Regions from separate parts of the Triticum aestivum genome. Here region 1 is linked to region 2. The links are chromatin contacts, called in public Hi-C maps. All regions are on one chromosome and are shown on one strand. Each heading gives the region's core, a stretch centred on a gene start, on an enhancer-like site or on the middle of the called end of the contact. The rest is flanking DNA. Distances are from core to core; before and after follow the strand shown.

Region 1 (6,249 bases), core at 1,570-4,069, 730 kb before region 2:
CGCTGAAAAGGAAGTGGAATACTTTGATGCCACAGATACGACTGGAAGAAACCAAATTGCAGACACAATTCTACTTTGCTATCTGTAGTAAAGCAGACATGCAAGCTGTATCACGTAGGACAACGTAATCACAATAGTAAACACGCCATACTAGTGTGACATGATTTTAGAAAAGGGGTGCAAACTTGATGCTCGCAGAAAAGTAAGCTGCCTACTGTGATGCCACAGATAGGACTGGAAGAAACCAAATTGCAGATACAATTCTACTTTGCTAAGTATAGTACAGCAGACATGCAAGCTATCATGCAGGACAACTGAATCACACTAGTGAACACACCATACTAGTGTTCAACAGAATGTCGTCCAGTGGCTTCAATGTTTATGAATCCAAATTCCTAAACTAGCTTATCAAAAATATGCCACAACTTCCTAATGTAATGATCTTAGAGATAGGACAGCAAGAAACCAAATTGTTAATACAATTCTACTTTGCTAAGCATAGCAAAATAGAAATGCAAGCTACTCCCTCCGTTCCAAAATAGATGACTCAACTTTGTACTAACTTTAGTACAAAATTGGGTCATCTATTTTGGAACGGAGGGAGTATCACGGAGGACAACTGAATCACAATAGTGAACACACCATACTAGTGTTCAACAGAATGTCATCCAGTGGCTTCAACGCTTACAAATCCAAACTCCTAAATTAGCTTATCAAGAATATGCCAAAACTTCCTATGTAATGATCTTAGAATAGAAAATGGCTGTTTAACCAATGGGGAAGAGAACTCCTACCACCAGTACAATTTTACATAACAAGACAACCATGCTTATTTTCGAGTTTAATCCCAAAAGTGTGCACTTCAATCAACATGCCAATTCACGACTTTAAGTTTGAACAAAACACTCTAGTTTAATCCAGTATTGAACTGACGATAAGCAGAAAATGAAACCAAATTAGTTCAAGGCAAGTTAAAGTGCAGAAGAAAAACACTCTGTTTTACAGAGGGCAGGAGATTGTGGGAATTGTACCCCGGGCTAAGGCCCTAGGCCTTTGATGGTGTCGCTGAGCAAGCTGAAGACCTCCTTTGCCAAATCATGTCGGCGCAATTGTGTGCGCATCTCGGCATCAAGCTGCCTCCTCCATCTAGTCTCGGCTACATTGCCCTCCTCTGCACCAAGCAACCCCAAACCCTTCTCCAGTGACACTCCTGACATGGCACGCCCGTTCCTCCTCCAGTACTCACCTAGCAGCTCGCTGACCAAGGGCAGCCTCACCGACACCGCCAAAGGCACATCCGCGCCAGTATATTCGTCATCTGCGTCCTCCTCCTCGGGCTCTTCTGCTTCTGGGAGATCCTCTGCTGAAGGCGCGACCTCGGTGCCCCAGAGGTCAGCAGAGAGGGCGCGCACCCGGCGCTCGTGCGGGGTGCTGGTGGGCGGCAGCGCCGTGTTGCAGAACTTGCTCTTGAGGCGCTTGAGCTTGTAGTAGACCTTGGCCTGGTTGATGTGCGACGAGAGGGAGTCCCTGAGGGACTCGTAGAGCCCCTCCACGTCGGGGAGGCGCGGCGCGATGCCGTAGCGCGCCCGGAAGGAGATGGCGCCGTTGAGCAGCGCGATCTCGTCGGCGTCGGTCCAGAGCTTCTGGGCGGCCCCGTGGCCGCCGAGGCCGAGCCCGCCGCCGCCGCCGCCCGAGGAAGAGGCGGGCGCGATGGCCTGGGAGAGCAAGGCGGAGTCCGGGAAGGAGCGGGGCTTGCGCTTGCGCTCGCTCTTGCGGGAGGGCGCCGAGCCGTAGTAGTCGGCGCGGGGCCTAGGGTTAGGGTTGGGCGAGCGGCGGCGGTCGCCGGAGCGGGAGCGGGACTTGGAGCGCTTGCTGGGGCGGGGCGGGGAGGCGCGGAGGCCGGCGTCGGCGTCGGCGGACGCGTCGTCCTCCATCTCGGCGGACGCGCGCGGCGAGGGGCGCTTGGAGGAGGGCATCGGCGGCGGAGGGCGAGGGGGAGGCGCGGGATTCGAATTTTGGGTGCGGGGTTTGGGGGGGATTGGGAATCTGGGGGAAGCGGAAGGGGAGGGGAGTGCGGGGGTCGGGGCAGGCGCCGAGGAAGGCGTCGGAGTGGCAGCACGCGCTGCTGCGCCGGAAACTGGCAAGGAGCGGGTTTTCCGCTCGCGGTTCACTGTCGCCACCTGTTGGACTTGGACCCGTGCACTCGCAGGTCGCACCTGGTCTGGCGGTGCACGAACGGCACGGAGCCACCACGGACCGTGTGCATCCGTTCGGAAATGACACCACACATGCCGATGCGCACAGCCATGAACACGAGGTCAACAAACACAGGTGCTCTGGTTTCCATACGAGTACATCATCATAGTCATAGTCTCATAGACCAGCCATGCAGCCAGGCACATACGTACATGCTCATGGAGCATATCGACCGGTCTTGCGGTGCGTGCGCGCACAGATCTTTCCCGCTCGATCTCACGGGCGTGAGGAGGGATGTGTCCCGGACGTTGCCTTGAAGGCCGTATCCATCGCCGCCATGGCCGCGGACAGCGCGTCGGCCTCGCCGGCTGAGCCGCGGTACTTGCCGACGGCCGCGCCCATGACGGCGTTCAGGTGGCCCTGAGCGGTCGCCACGGCCGCCTCGGTGCCGCGGGCCACCGCCTCGTACTCCGCCTCGGCCGCCGCCCACGAGGCGTGCGCCTCGCCCTCGAAGAGCGCGAGGACGCCGGCGAGCTGTTCTGGGTCGAAGCCCCGGCCGTCGAGGTCGAGAGCCATGTCGGCGACGGCGGAGAGTTGCTCGAAGAGCGCGTCCATGTGGTACCGTTTCTTTCTCCGTGTTGTGCACCTTGGTCGGGCTGGAGTTATATATATATACACACGGGAGGTGGTCGACTGCGCTGCGTATGTGTTCTGTTCTTGCGGGAGAGGAGATTCGACATTCCAGCTTGGATGGTTGCGGCGCCTTTCGGTGAGCAGGGAGAAAGCTTCACGCCCTCGTTGACTTTTCCCAAATTTTTTATTTTACTAGCAAAACGCCCGTGCGTTGCAACGGGAGAAAAGATGTCCTTACACCGTCCTACTTGAATGCAACATGTAAGCATGTTTATGATCGGAGCAAACACTGTTGCGACGAATCAGGCGACAATGCGGTTTGAACATAGTGCCGGCATGGATGAGCGCAGAGTTGAGGTGTTGAAAACGGCATCGCAAAGACGTCCACAACCGTTCGTGATGTTGATCTCTATCTCTGGTGTTGGAGTGAATGAGCATGAAGCCCGGACGGAAGTTGAAACAGGGCATGTCTTCGGTTGGCATGAACAGTGTAGCATCCGCTCTGTCTTATCTGGTGACAGGGAGTTGCACACCAAATTCTACAGAAAACACATATCAACTGCATATTTTTTTAGAAGATAGAGCAGAGAAGATGAAAAAATTATAAAAATTTCATGTATCAAGCCGGTGTTGTGGGGTTTTGTGATATTAAGCCCAACCAAAGCACCTCTCTTGCATCACATATGAGCCACAACTTCTTAAGCGAATTTTCAATATATCCCATGTATCACGCAGCCTCCAAGCCTCCAAAGCACTTCCCCTCTTCCATGTGAAGAAGTCCTTTTAATTAGCTCACACCATACAATGTTGTTAAACATCTACTCCCTCTGTAAACTAATATAAGAGCGTTTAGATCACTAAAGTAGTTATTTAAACACTCTTATATTAGTTTACGGAGGGAGTATAAATTAGTGAAAGTAATGTGATTGGAGCCATGTGGGATTATTCAACATGAAATATCCAAAGACATTAATACTGTAGGGTGGGCTCTATTTTCTGTACGTTGATGAAGCCATGTGCACGCGGCCCAGCCACAAGAGCAACGGCCCAGGCCCAATCCTGATCTAATTATAGGTTGAAGAGCATATACAAATAGAGCGCAACTCTAATTTGTTCAGAAAAATTAGTTGTCGCAGTTGGTCATCACGTTCCTTCCGTTGCAGGCTACCAGAGAGAAGGTCAATGGTTCGAATCTCCATCCCACGACGCCCCCCACAAACGGGCCTCAAACACCCGGGCTGACCGACACCCTTCATATCCAGCCTAAATATGGGGCGGATATGAGGGCGCCCGGGCACGCCCGCTATCTAGGACGGACGAACGGGTCCCACACAGACTCGCCCAGAAACCCGGCGGTCCGACGGAAACGCCGCGTGGCGCCGCTCCTGCTCGCCGCCCGAGAGCAAATGCGCCTATTTAACCCGGTCGGAGTCCCGCAACCCTAGTCCATCCACCTCCCCCTCTCTGTGCCGCCAGTTCGAGCCCATCCACCTCCTTCCTCTCCCGCTCTAGCGCTCTGCACACGCTACGGCGCTCCGCCATGGTCCGGAGAAAGATCACCTACACAATGCTCACGCCGGAGCGCCGCTACGAGATCCAGCCGGAGACCCGGGCGAGACAAGCCGCGTGCGCCGCCCGTGTCGCTGTCGGGCTGCCTCCGGACTCGCCGGAGCGGGAGTAGGAGGAGCAGCCGGGGGAAGAGGAGGAGGTGGCTCCGATGGAGGGGGAGGAGGGGGAGCAGCCGGAGCTGAAGCTGTCGGGCTTCAACATGGAGCAGGCGGAGGCGGAGTTCGCCGTCACCCAGTCCGATGAGATGGCGGAGCAGCAGGCCATCCTGGAGTCCATCGTCACGATCCTAGCCCCGGCGGCACTCCTGCGCCACCGGGAGAGAGGGGGAGAGAGCCCCCTCCTTCTTCTTCCTTGGCCTCCCCCTAGATGGGAGGAGAGTCCCCTCTGGTCCATGGCCTCCACGGCGGCAGAGGGGCAGGAGCCCCTCCGAGATTGGATCTCCCTCTCTGTTCTCTTCTGTTTCATGTTCCTGTTTTCTGGCCGAAAACCGTTTTTTATATTCCCAGAGATCCGTAACTCCGATTGCGCTGAGATTTTAACACGATTTTTTCTGGATATAAGCTTCCTTGCGCCCGAAGTAGAGCTCCAACTGACTTACGAGAAGGGCACAACCCACCACCACGCGCCTGGGCTGCCTGGCGTGCCCAGGTGTCTTGTGGTGGTTGTGGGCCCCCGTTTGCGTTGATTCCAACTCCAAAAAACCACATATATTCCAAAATAAATCTCCGTAAATTTTTATCATGTTTGAACTTCGTTTAATATGGATATTCTGCGAAACAAAAAACATGCAAAAAAACAGGAACTGTCACTGGGCACTGAATCTATGTTAGTCCAATAAATCATATAAAATGTTGCCAAAAGTATGTAAAAGTTGTATAATATTGGCATGAAACAATCAAAAATTATAGATAGGACGGAGACGTATCAGCATCCCCAAGCTTAATTCCTGCTTGTCCTCGAGTAGGTAAATGATAAAACATATTTTTTTATGTGGAATGCTACCTAGCATAATCTTGATCATATATCTAATCATGTGAATATTAAGACACGAATGGTTCAAAGCAATAGTCTATAATTTGACATAAAGACATCAATACTCAGGCATCCCAACAAATAATCGTGTCTTTCAAAATATCAACGCTAAAGAAAGTTGTCCCTACAAAATCATATAGTCTTGTCATGCTCTGTCTTCTTAACACAAAGTATTTATCATGCATAACCCCGATGACAAGCCCAGCAATTAGTTCATACTTTTTAACGCGCTTCAGCTTTTTCAACCCTCACGCAATACATGAGCGCGAGCCATGGATATAGCACTATGGGTAGAATAGAGTATGATGATAGGGGTAAATATAAGGAAGACAAAAAAGTAAGAAAGTCTCACATCGACGCGGCTAACCAACGGGCTATGGAGATGCCCATCAATTTATATCAATGCGAGGAGTAGGGATTGCCATGTAACGGATGCACTAAGAGCTATAAGTGTATGAAAGCTCAATATGAAAACTAAGTGGGTGTGCATCTAACTCTACAATAAAAAAATTCCCACTAGTATATGAAAGTGACAACATAGGAGACTCTCTATATAAAAACATGGTGCTACTTTGAAGCACAAGTGTGGAATTAGCATGCCCCTTCTCTTCCTTCTTTCTTTCATTTTTTTAATTTTTCTTTTCTTTCCTTTTTTCTTTCTTTTTCCCCTTTTTCTTGTTTTTCCTTTTTTCTTCTTTTGGTCCGGAGTCTCATCCCGACTTGTGGGGGAATCATAGTCTCCATCATCCATTCCTCACTGGAACAATGCTCTAATAATGAAAATTGATGATCATCACACTTCTATTTACTTACAACTCA
Region 2 (6,314 bases), core at 1,924-4,423:
AGAGAAACATATCAGGAGAGAGAGAAAGAATGAGCGAACCGGTACGCTACAGACTCACTTAGCGGTGGCATCTGATCGTAATATGTCTCAACTCTTGCTTCTTTAATTTTCAGAGCTGGGAAAGGCCAGCTTCCCAACTTCCTCCGTTTTTACACTAGGCTGGCAGCTGGCTTCTCAATTTCAAACTTCGCAGAGTCAAAGCGTTCGGCTCAGCTTCAATCATGGAGTTGGAGAAGCTGGTTGCCAAAGCGTTACCGAACAGGCCCTCAAAAATAAAAATTGCATAAGTAAAAGAAAGGCCCTTCGCAGAGGGAAGTAGGGATTTGTAGAGGTGCCAGAGCTCAAAGCGAAAAACTTAGAGATAAAAACATTTTGGGAGGTGTGCCTTTCCCACCAACGAAAACGACTTAGAGTTCCCAACACTTTCCATGCTAGATATATCATAGACGGTTCTCAAATAGAAATAAAGTTTATTCCTTTTTCCACCATACTTTCACTTTCCATGGCTAGCCGTATCCACGGTTTCCTTTCATACCAACAGTTTCCAAGAAATTTATTATTTGACAACATAAAGTAAATTCATTTTTCATTTCAGGACTAGGCATCCCTAATACCTTTGCCTTACTCTCGTGCAATGACAAGTGAATAAACACTCATCGTGAGAATAACACATCTAGCATGGAAAATATTAGCCACCCCTCAACGCTCCGCGAGCAGTACGAACACACAAAAGATTGTGGAGTTGAACCAAACAGTACAATATCAAGTTTGATGAGACAGCAATCCACACGAAGCAACAACCGAGGAAGCATACGTGCTGACAGCAATGCGGCATGGAGGAGCGACACGAGAGGCTAGATGAAAAGGTTGGGGTAGAGCTCGCATGGCAAACACGTTTACGCACAACATGGCTGCTCAGGCGATATCGAGCGGGAGGTTGATCAGAGGGGGGATTTGCGCTCGTCGATGCCAACGCCGTATAGGTTGTGATGTCGTTGTTGGGTATTTAAATACGTTTGATATTTTCTTTTCCCATTATAATGCATGGGTATGTTTACTAGCAAATTTTTTTAAGAAAAAGGATAAACTCTTCTCAAGCAAACAACCAACTATCTGGAGAAAAATTCGACATAGTAAAATAGTTTAAAAATGTTCACAGTTTTACATATGTTTACACTTAAAGAAAAATGCTCACACTTTTAAAAAGGTTCAAAATTCCCAAAAAAGTTCCATTTTTCTATTTTTTTCATTTTAAAGTATAAAAAACTTAAAATAATAAAAATTTCTTTTTCAAAAAAAGACATCTGTTCAAAAAAAAAGTTCCTACAAAAATGCTCCAATTTCCATAAAAACGTTAGCTTTCCTTAAAAGTGTCCCAATTTTTGTGAATTTTATTAAAAATAAGGAAATTTTCGCATTTTCTCAAAGAAAAAAACTGATGGAATACTATTCCATCCAAAACTACTCTTCCATCAGACAAAGAATGCTAAGTTGCTTCTTCATGTCCAAACTTCATTCTACAAAAAGCAATAATCAGTGTAACCTTATTATTAATGTTTATTAAAATTGGATATAAAAAATGGCGCATAAAGCAGACTGTGCGCCTTTTTTTCACCCGGTGCAATGCTCGGGCATTTGTACTAGTAAATAAATAATGCCCAACCCTTTATTATATGGGGGCGCGTCAGCCGGTGGATAACTATAAAACATCCGCTGCCTGGCTGGCCGTTGGATTTATGCGGGGAGCCGTCCGATCTACTCATCCATGTGCGTCACCTCTCTTGCAACAAGAGCGGTGTTGCAGAAACATTTCTAACATATGTCGTGTTGTATAAACTTTTGCAACAGAGGTGATGTTGTAATTTTTTTTTGCAACAGAAGCCTTGTAACAGAAATATTTTGCCACAAGTTTTTTTTGCAACAGAGGACTTGTTGCAGAATTTTTCGCAACATAGTTCTTGTTGCAGAAACATTTTTGCAACAAAGGTGATGTTGCAGAATTCTTTTTTCCAGGCAGAGGCGGTGAACTGGTAATCGGCAGCAGCACACATGCCGGCGACATGGGACGAACGGCGAGGTGCAAAGAAGGGTTGGTGACGAGCAGATCCAGGCGGTGGCGGCGATGCACAACTCGACAGCGACGGTGGCTTCCAAATTGCAACAAGAGGGCGGTGCCGTTAGATGCGGCGGCGCGGCGAGTGGAGCGAGAGGAAGATAGGGAGCGGCGGCGGGTACCTCGACTGCGCGAGCAAAAACCCTAAGGATCTAGATCCTGCAACCAGAGCTCAGTTACAAAAACACAAGAGATAATTCTAGATGAGCCGCGCAGGACACGTGCCGCACATATGAGACGGCGGACACCCGGGTGCGATCCGCCGGCTGAAGGCGAGTGTTTTCCTTATTATATGAATGAGAAAATTGCAAGCTCTAATCCTACAAAGCAAATGAATAACCTAGAAAAAAAATCATATTTGAATATAAAACCTCTACTGATTTGTCGAAGCTTTTACGGGCCCGAACCCGGCCGGTGTGTTCACCATTTCGGCCGAGGTCCACTTGGTGGATTGGCGAAATGGGCCAGCCCCATTGTTGGTACTCTGTGCGTATCGAAGCAGAACCGCGCAGTCCAACGGCTCCCATAAAGACGGAGACCCGGGCCCCACCTGCCATTGACCCGCATCACGTGAAAGGGAGGCCCCAACCGTTTCCAAATCTGTGGCCGTGCAGGCGTACGTGCGCGCAGTCGCCCGCCCAGCACACCAAGTGGGCCCGCCTCGAGTCATAGGCCACCACGCGTCCCGTCACCTACCCGCCAACCCGGTAACCGAACCGAGGATCCGCGGACACGTAGCGGCAGCCGGGACCACACGTCAGTCATGCAACTAGAACCGAATCCCGTGACGAAACACAGAGCCGCAGCCGGGTCAGGGGGTATATCCCCTCGACGAAATCGCTCCGGCGACGCAACCTCCCTCACTGACAACGCGGGACCGCCCGCGCAGCCAGGCTGTGCGCAGGCGCGCGAGTCGCCTCGGGGTGCCCGTGGCGTTTACGGCGAGGGCACTTTTCACGAGGCACGAGCACGACGGCCCCGAGGCCCAGCCCACTACGACGACACGGTGGGACGCGACAGACAAACGGGCGCCGCGATTTTTTTTTACACAGGGAAGGAAAAGCAACCGTCTCTCTCTCCCATCTTTCTCCCTCCCTCCCGCTGGCGGATCTGAACTCCCCCAAAAATCGTGACCCGAGAGAAACCCTAGCCCCCGGAGGTTTTCCGCCCCCACGACCGCCGTGGCGCCTCGCCGGAGAGCTCGGCCCGCCGCCGACGCCGGCGCAGGCCCGTCCTCCCCGGACGCCGGCGACGATGCGCCACTCGCCGGCGACGACGACGCGGCCGCCGGGGCCTCGCCGGAGGCTGGCGGCGTCGGCACGTCCGAGCAGGCCAGGAAGGCGCTGTCGCTGCGCTCGCCGTTCGACGGCGAGGAGGCGGCGGCCCGGAACCCTCTGCTGCCCGCCCGGGTCGCCAGATGGGCGGTGGTCGGCGACATGCGGAGGAAGCACAAGAAGGCTCAGCCGCCGGAGCCGGCAGCTGCTGTGGAGCAGCCCAAAGCGAGATCCAATGCTTTCTGGGACAGGATGGAGCCTTATTTCCGGGATATGACGTTGCAGGATTTGGAGATGGCAGAGCCCAAGCCTCTCTCCAGTTCCAGCTGGCTCGATCCATGCCTTCTTGTGCCGTTTGTGGGCAGCGGCAAGAAAGTGTTGCGGAGGCATGTTGATCCGTCTGATGTGGCCGTGGTCGCCGAAAACTCGAGTTCCAACTCGATGGAGTTGGAGAACGGCATGGTGCATAGCAAACATGATCCACATGAGAGCTCAGATTTTGTTTGGAACAGTGTGGAGCTAGTCAATAGCAATGGGACCAGTGGAGAGCACTGTGAACGGGATATGCAGGAGGTGATTTTGCACCAAGACGAGCAGCCGCTGGTAATTGAACTAGATCCAGGCAAGAGAGATGGTGTTGTTTTACCAGGCCTCAGCCAGAATCCGGACTCCTCATTGAGTTGGCTCCTAGGAGCAAGAGGACGGGCTGTGCTCACTTCGGAGCGCCCAAACAAGAAGAGGAAGCTGCTGGGTGCAGATGCTGGGCTTGAGCAGCTTGTGGTCCTGCCACCCTTAGAAGGTGACTCTGGTTCAAAGTGTGATGTATGTTGTTTGGGAGAGAGTGATGCTGCATCCAATAGGATGCTCCAGTGCAATCGCTGCAAGGTGTCGGTGCACCAGAAGTGTTATGGTGTGCAGGTCGAGCCAGATGGCTATTGGATGTGTGCCTTGTGTGAACGGAGGTTGACACAGAGTGATGCAGGCAGGATTGCGTTTATGCCTTGTGTGCTTTGCTCAACGGAGAAAGGTGCTTTGAAACCTGTAAAATGTGAGCCTGGTGGAATTGCAAATGGGGGCAACCTGAATTTTGCACACTTGTTCTGTAGTCTATGGTCACCGGAGGTTTTTGTAGAGGACATGGACTCAATGGAACCTATCGCAAATATCGAAGACATCCCAGAGAAGCGGACAAAAATGGTCTGCACTATTTGCAAGATTATGCGTGGTGCATGTGTTCGATGTAGCCATGGTATGTATTTCCACTCTGTCACATGTAGAAGTGTGGTCCTTGTGTATACCAGAAAGCCTCTAATTTATGGGATACATTGCACCTCACGGCATCGCTCTATAGTGAAATTCTACTCCTAAATATTTCACCTAGTTTTCTTTCTTCTTATGCTGCTTTGTCTCACTGAAATGGTACCTTTTCCCCCTTGTCCCTTCCTTGCTTTCTTGTGGTAAGGTCTATCATAAACTTACCACGTGTTGTCTGAAATGATTTATTATAGTTAATAACTGGCAAATTCACAGGGATCGAGCAGAATCAGAATTAGACCAGAGTATTGTTTGATTTGCTGGTTTGTTGCGATTACTTCCTAGGAGACAGAGTAGAACCGGTTCAGAGACTAACAGCAGAAGCAAATTCATAATTCCTGCAAAAAAGCTGTTTCATGTTGAACTATTAATCACCCTAATCTGCTGGCAGAAGGCTTTGCAAGGTTGCATAATACTTGCCAATATCGATCATAGGCAGGCTTTGCATCTTGAGGATTGTGTTCCAACTAAGAATTTAGCTGTTCGAACTGCGGTATTTGATGATTAGACTTTTACTGCTTTTCGGGACATTGCAATCTGTATATATACCACTGTTGACGATGGAATGTAACACAACCCTACAGATTTTAATTTAAGAACATATAGATTGTGTAGGACAAGAAACACGGTGTTTGATGAGATTAAATTGCCTTCCGTTCAATATTCTTGGAAAATTAGTGACCTGCTTTATTTGACAAGCATACTTAATATGGTACTTTGGTTGTACATGGCCGTAAAAACATTCAGTTTTTCTGGAATGATACAATCATGGAGACTGTTAATGGCAAAAGGCCTACGGGTTCCCCTAGGTTTGTTCTGCTCTTTGTGCATATCTTGTTGCCTAAAATGGCTCTTATCTAGGTGAGGTGATCTGATCTGAATTTCGAAATGTGTGTGTTTTGTTTGGTTGATTCTGTGAAAAGTGTAATGTGTGCTGATATTAACTTGAGAAATACATGCTTCTAAAATTTCTAATCCCCCCATCCTGGGAGCCAACCTAAGGAACACGCTTCTTCAAAATGCTTTTTAGGGAGGGGAGATCCATGCACAGGCATATATGTAAACTAGCCAACAGTTTAAATTGTTTTGCATGGGTGCATGAGTAGTAACACTTGAGTATATGCAATATTTTAGCTATGATGGTAGTATGCCCTAATAACATCATAAATAACTAGAAATAGCACCAAGTGCTTCGACGGAAGTAACTTGGTGAAAAATCAAGAGCACAAGAGCTACTGCCATTATAAGAAGATTCATTTTCTGATTGAAATCTCAGAAACTTGAGAGCATGCATAGTGAATACTAGCCCTCTGGGATGTCATATAATAGCTATTACATGATTTAAGTTAGCATGTCAAGTGGATTTTATTTCTTCAGGCTAGTCATCGTGGTCTAACTGTGACTCATTCCTGTGGTGATAGAAATTGCCAGTGTAAGAGTTTTTATTTTCAACTATGGGGGTTTTAGGGGTTTCAGATGTTGCGCTTCATGAAAAAAACCTTTTGCCTTGGTATGAAGAATAAACTTATTTTCTGGAGAATATAGTTCGTATAACATGAAAAAATTAGCTTATTAGATTATAAGTTGTTGATGTGAATACTAAGAAGACGCAT

The links. A called contact is a pair of places that touch in the nucleus more often than the background predicts.
Region 1: a contact with region 2 is called in a Hi-C map of leaf, with 6 times the contacts expected there. The contact joins the promoter of LOC123166626 here to the promoter of LOC123164422 in region 2. A contact is called at or near these places in 2 of 5 Hi-C or Micro-C datasets (both in leaf).

What each region holds. Positions count from the first base shown.
Region 1 is chr7D:124,712,029-124,718,277 of IWGSC CS RefSeq v2.1, reverse strand. It overlaps LOC123166626, which reads right to left and starts at 2,819. Exons shown (of 1, transcript XM_044584432.1): 1 at 2,254-2,819. The coding sequence starts at 2,811. The coding sequence ends at 2,473. LOC123166625 (probable transcription factor At1g66420) reads right to left here and starts at 2,109. Exons shown (of 2, transcript XM_044584431.1): 1 at 1,032-2,109. The coding sequence starts at 1,976. The coding sequence ends at 1,038.
Region 2 is chr7D:123,979,170-123,985,483 of IWGSC CS RefSeq v2.1, reverse strand. It overlaps LOC123164422, which reads left to right and starts at 3,173. Exons shown (of 18, transcript XM_044581892.1): 1 at 3,173-4,636. The coding sequence starts at 3,550.